Regions from separate parts of the Zea mays genome. Here region 1 is linked to region 2. A link is a contact called in public Hi-C data. All regions are on one chromosome and are shown on one strand. Each heading gives the region's core, a stretch centred on a gene start, on an enhancer-like site or on the middle of the called end of the contact. The rest is flanking DNA. Distances are from core to core; before and after follow the strand shown.

Region 1 (2,830 bases), core at 175-2,674, 39 kb after region 2:
CCTCACCCTCACGCGTACCCTCCTCTATCACTCCGGCTATGACATGCTTTGTGTCTAGTTTGTAGTTTTGTTGCCCACATATTACAACCAACTGAATGTAAATTGCTTGTTTGAGACCTTAAACGAATTCAAATAAAACAGTTCTCAACTACAAAGTTGAATAATTTTTGATGTTCTAAAACTTTCATTTTGACACTTTTTTCATCCGAGGTCGTTTGCAAAATTTGAATTTTAAATTTGACAAATTTAGATACAATTTTTGAGAGCCGAAATGATTTCAAATAAAAAGTTGTCAACTACAAAATTTTATAACTTTTAGAGATTTATAACTTTTATTTTGATGGTTTTATCATACGAGTTCGTTTGAAAAACTCGAAAAATTAAGGATAAAAATGATTTGTAGTGGCGGTTCTTTAAGAAAACCGCCACTAAAAATCAATTTCTACAGGCGGTTTCTTAAGAAAACTGCCACTAGAAATCATGGATTTCTACAGACGGTTTTCATAAGAAACCGCCTCTAGAAATACGATTTCTAGTGGCGGTTTTCTTAATAAACCGCCACTAAAAATAGCACAGGCGGTTGATAACCGAATCCGCCTATAAAAATATACCGTACCGCAGGCTTTGAGCCTTTTTCTACTAGTGCGAGGTCCGAGGCTAACCCGAGGCGGCAGATGCAGTCACGACTCGCCCGAGGCTAACCCTAGGCGGGAGACGCAGTCACGACTCGACCGATGCCAATAATATAGTACGTGAAGTTATTTTACGATATTGATAATATTTGTCATATAGATTTTACATATAATAATGATGTTTGTCGTTCCGTATATATGTTTGATAATGCATATACTAGTATATTTTTATAGGTAGGCTTGGTCGTGAGTAGCATCCGGAGAAAGAACGACACACAGCCCCGGCGTTGCAACAATTAAGGCAGGACAAATCAAATCGCCCTCGCTTATCTGACTATCTGGCCCACCTAACACGCACACCCAGTGGCGTAACCCATCATTACAAGATCTCGTGGCCTCAGCCCTCATTCTCATAGCAAGCATGCATATGAACGCCTTGTGGAATGAACCAAAGCCTGTCGTCAGGCTACTGGAAAAGTTTCCGTTGTCTAAAAGACAGGATGCATGTGGAATGAATTAGCAGCTAGCTAGTTTATCGTCCAACAGGGTTTCATTTTCTCGTCTTCTAAAGGGCTAATAAAGCTGTTGACAACGGACAAGGTAATTTCCAGCTTCTCGTGCTTGCTAATTAAGGCGCGGCCAGATGAGAAGAAAAAATAAACAAACGAGCCGTCACTGTCGCCGGCTGTGTGCCTGTGTACATCAAACCCGAATCTGAGTGGATGGTGGGGCACTCTGTCGTCTCATGCACCCACTAGGCAGCGGAAGCGCAGTGCTGCTCTCCAACGTGGAATAATGATCGTACTGCTGAAACAAAACAAAATGAAAAGCTCCGTTTAAAAGTCTAGGCAGACACTCCAACCCCACGCCAAGTCAATATGTTTGGTTCGCGGCTAACTGTGACACACTTTATCTAAGATTAATCGTTCGAATTGTGAAACTAAACTTAGTAATAAAAAATTAAATAAAGTATGGCAAGTTAGGTAGGCTATATATTGTACAGCAAGAAATGAAAGTGCTATCGGACTACACGATGACCATGTAAAACGCGGGGGTGGTTGTCTTCCTTCCACAGAGCGAAAAGGGAAGCATGACCTAAATAGATCAAGAACGATGTTGACATTTTTTTCCAGTAGGCCCAAAGACTCGCATGCACAGCTCGAAACATGCAGCACCACTTGTCATTGTCCAAAACAAGCCTCGTCTCCAAGTCAAGAGGCCCTGAATGAATGTGTTGCAACCACAGGCCATCCACGGGACCACGGCCCCGCAAACCAATCCAATCCAATCCATCCTCGAGACTTGGATCCAAGAAGAACCGATTATTTAAAATTGAACATTAAGAGATTGTAGTAACTTTATTGATTAGGTTAGGAGTTGGTTGGGTGTCGGTCGGTTGACTTGGGGCAGATTATTGAGACGTGGACAAGACAGAGGAAGACGACTCCATAGCCTCTGAGGGTAGCGAGAAGAAGTCATGCATGCATCAGACGGCAGGGAGTCAAGATGAAGAGCCCACCAGTTCCCTGATGCATGTCAAAGGACGTACGAACGCCGGGCATGGCATATATATGCTCGGACATGCACGACGGAGAGACCTCTCCCTACAGCTACCACCTTTCAGAACGTACGCCTGCTAATTATTTTGTTGGTTCGGGCCGTGGTGCCTATCAGCTAGTAAATAAAGTAAGCAACAGATATAGGGTGTGTTTGGTTAGTTTTTGTCCTGTAAAGGCTAAAAGTCAAACCAAGGAGCTAGATCCAGAAATTAACTTTTCTTCTAAAAACCGATTTTCTCGCAGTGTAAAAATGAAAGCATCCTTGGACATGTTTTTAGTGGCTTTTGAATGAAACTGTGAAAACATATATCAAAGATTTTTAACGGTTTTTAGCGCTTTCGATCAAACGATTTTTAGTTTTTTAATAGCTCATAGCTCACAACAACTTTTTTCATAGCTCACAGCCACAGCTCAATCAAACAGACCCTTAAACTGACTCGTGTTTTGGGGCCTCCTAGGATCCAACTACAGGTAAAAATGACAATCATACACTCACACACGAGGATTTTATTCGAACCAGGCTATGTGCTCTTTTACATGAGGAATTTATTATACTAGTAAATTGCCCGCGCCTTTCGCAGGTTTTTTTCCCGAAAGATAGATGCATAGAGCTGACCTTGTCAATGTACACAATGAGAA
Region 2 (3,037 bases), core at 185-2,684:
CGCAGCAGCTGGCGGTGGGTTTGGATTCGCGGCGTTTCCAGCCATGAGCATCTCCTCCATGGGCTTGCCTAGCCCTAGCGGCCCCTGGTGATGCACACATATTGCTCATGTTAGATGTTACTACCGCAGAACTTAATGATGGATCCTATCTAGCTAGGGGAAGCAAGAACATGGAGAATGAAGAGAATGATAGCACATAGCAGTCTTAGCAGAGGGGGGTTATGAGCGTGGAGGTCTCTTTGGATTCTTATGGCGCAACTGCAGCGCAGTGCAACAAAAGAACCAAACAAATGGATACAAAGTGAGATTGAAAGGCAAATTAAAAGGTGAAAAAAAGGGCAAGCAAAAGATGAGAGAGAAGCACAACACAGCACCACGTACGTAAAACTCCACTTTGTTTGTGCTCTTGTAGGGTTGCGCTTGTGGCGTAGTAGCACCTCTAATCACTCCATCACCCAAGACATGGCCGCTCTTTTGATGCAAGGCGTGGAGAGAGTAAAGCTACTACTCTCCTCCATATGAGAAAAAGGAGGGATAAAAGGGAAGAGAGAGCTCGGAAAGGAGGGGATGGATAAGATAGAAAGAAAGGTAGGAACAAAGGGAGGGGGAAAAAAAGGGGGCGGCCCGGCCGTGTGTGTGCGCTCCTTTCAAGGATTAAAAGGGAGGAGACAAGCAGGGAGGATTAAAGGCCCCCCAGCTCGAAGCCAATGGAGCTAGAAGAGCTTGACGGCACGCGCGCATGCACAGAGAGGAGATGACGGTGTGCTCGCGTAGATCTACACAAAGAATATAAAAGGCTCGGCATGGCGGTATCCCAAGAACACGAAATCATGCCCACACACTCACTCCTATATCTACTACTATAAGAAAGCAAGCTCCAGGACCAAGGCAGATCAGCCAGAGAGGCGAAGAACCGCTAGAGTAACCAAGAACAAGACACCAAGATCCAAGCCGGCAGGCGAGAGATCTGCTCGTACTCATGGCTCCCGGCCCCGATGCACGCTGCAGCTAGCGCGCGCCTTGTTTGGTTCGATCGAGACGGCCGTGCAGATCGGCTTACCTGATGCCACTGCGCCGCATCCATGCATGCAAGGATCCCAATCCCGCTCCTCGCCAGAGCGACTCTGTCTCCCGTGCCGCGCGCGCGCGCTTGCCAGACGAGCTCGGGACGACGGCGCGACGAGGGGGGAGGACGACGACGAGGAGCCTACTGGAGCCGGATGGGGACGGGCGGCGGCGGAGGCGGAGCGGAGGAATGTCCCGTGGATGGCCTGAGTAGTGGAATTGCTCCCGGCTCCTTCCCTAGCTAGTCTCTTCTCCTTCATATGTCATGTAGATAGTGCGATTCTTTTTCGCAAATATTTTTTTATGCGTCTGCCACGCTAGCTGGAGGAACAGCAAGGAAAATTGGTGCCCCCTGGCAATTTTTTTTTTTTTGGAAATGCGTCGAAATTCGTCCGTGTAGGCTTCGGCTACAGTCGGTGACGACAGCAGTCGATGGACAGCGAGACTGCGAGAGGGGCAGCTAGCCGCGAAGCAGCCCTGGAGGAATGGAGGATGATGGTCCGCGTGGGGCCTCGCACGTGCGTAGGGACCCGTGCCACGTGCCAGCAACCAAGCGGTGTGTTTTTGGTTTCAGAGACTCTCTCCAGCGTCCAGCGACATTATCTAAATTTCGTTTAGTCTGATAACTCTATTTTTTTCTCAATATCTACATTGTCAAAACAATACACAACTACCTTATTTATTCATTTTTATTTTAACGTTCAACTTGTATGCAACGTGTGGCATTGTAATTGAAGAATTTTTTTTTTGGTAACAATCATATTAATACAATTTGAACTTATGTATGTAACGCAAAACAAAAAACTGTAACATTTTTCTAACTCATTGTCACCCAGCTGAAAAACGATTTCTTTTTGCAATTTAGAAGAACGGTGCACCTTGACGTCCGTGCCTTAAAAAATATTCTTCGTTTCGCCGATAAGGGTTACTCGCAACTTCAATTAATTTAAACCGTACGTTAAATAATGTCCATGAGCCTAACATGTGGAGAACAGAGGGATCGAGTCTTTAACATCGATGCGAGAGGAGACCTGTCTAGCGTATAGCGCATGTTCGAGGAGTATCGCTATGTTTAAAGAACGAGAAGAGGCCGCCAAATTTTAGAGGACACAATAGATGACTGTCGAAGAGGAAATTCTCCGACTGGGTGACGGAACACACTCGTCCTAAATCCTAAGTGTTTTGTCTCTCTGCTAGATAAACGATGGACACGAGTGAACACGAGTATTTAGAGTGGTTCAGGCCACCGGAGTGTAATACCCTACTCCACTGTGTGTTGTATTGAGCTTGTGAGCTTGTATGAACTTGTGAGTTTGAGAGTATAAGTGAGCCTGAGTGAACTTACTTTGTAACGTTGGGTGCCCTCTCTTTTATAGTTTAAGGGGGCACGTACAATGATGCTGAGCCCCGACATGTGGGTCTAGGAGCAAAACGGAAGGAAGGAAGTAACGCGTGTAGCGTCAGGGTGATCTCCGAACGCCATAATGTCCGTAGTGCATATAGTATTGATATGTCGTGGTTTCTTCCTCGGTAACGCGCGAGTCATGATGAGTGCGGCAGCATGGGCGTACTGCCTGCCAACGGAATGGACATGCATGTCGCCTGCAAGATAGCCTGATCGTCGCCCGTCAGCGGAGTGGACAGGGCTCATTAAATGCTGAGGCGGCACATCGCCTGCTAGTGGAATGGACAGGCGACGCGCCTTATCCGCAATAAATGCAGAGCCCGTGTGGCCCAGAGGCCTTACGTCAGGCTCCGCCCACTGGCTTACGTCACGGGCAGTAGGCCACGTGGCAGCATCGGGGCTCCGCCTGAGCGGGGAGCAGAGGCGTACACGGTATGGTCCGGACACGTGTCGGCTTCTGACCCCCGCCTGGCCTCGATTAAGGCCTGGTTATTCTTTGTCCTGAAATCCCGGGACCCTGATGTGAGTGGCCCGGACCCCACACAGAGGGGTCCGGAACCCATCCTA

Evidence for each region. A called contact is a pair of places that touch in the nucleus more often than the background predicts.
Region 1: a Hi-C map of tassel shows a contact between it and region 2, with 3 times the contacts expected there. The contact joins the enhancer-like site here to the promoter of LOC100278484 in region 2. A contact is called at or near these places in 13 of 25 Hi-C or Micro-C datasets (bundle sheath, ear, endosperm and 5 more).

The regions. Positions count from the first base shown.
Region 1 is chr4:160,379,462-160,382,291 of Zm-B73-REFERENCE-NAM-5.0, forward strand. No RefSeq gene overlaps it. Among protein-coding and RNA genes, the nearest start is that of LOC100278484, 39 kb to the left of the region's middle. Within about 2 kb of position 1,425, at least 14 of the 20 cell types and tissues checked have an H3K27ac peak or open chromatin away from gene starts, as enhancers often do. A contact at or near this core is called in bundle sheath, endosperm, leaf and 2 more, where this site is marked.
Region 2 is chr4:160,340,644-160,343,680 of Zm-B73-REFERENCE-NAM-5.0, forward strand. LOC100278484 reads right to left here and starts at 1,435. Exons shown (of 2, transcript NM_001371980.1): 1 at 1,061-1,435; 2 at 1-84. The coding sequence starts at 1,084.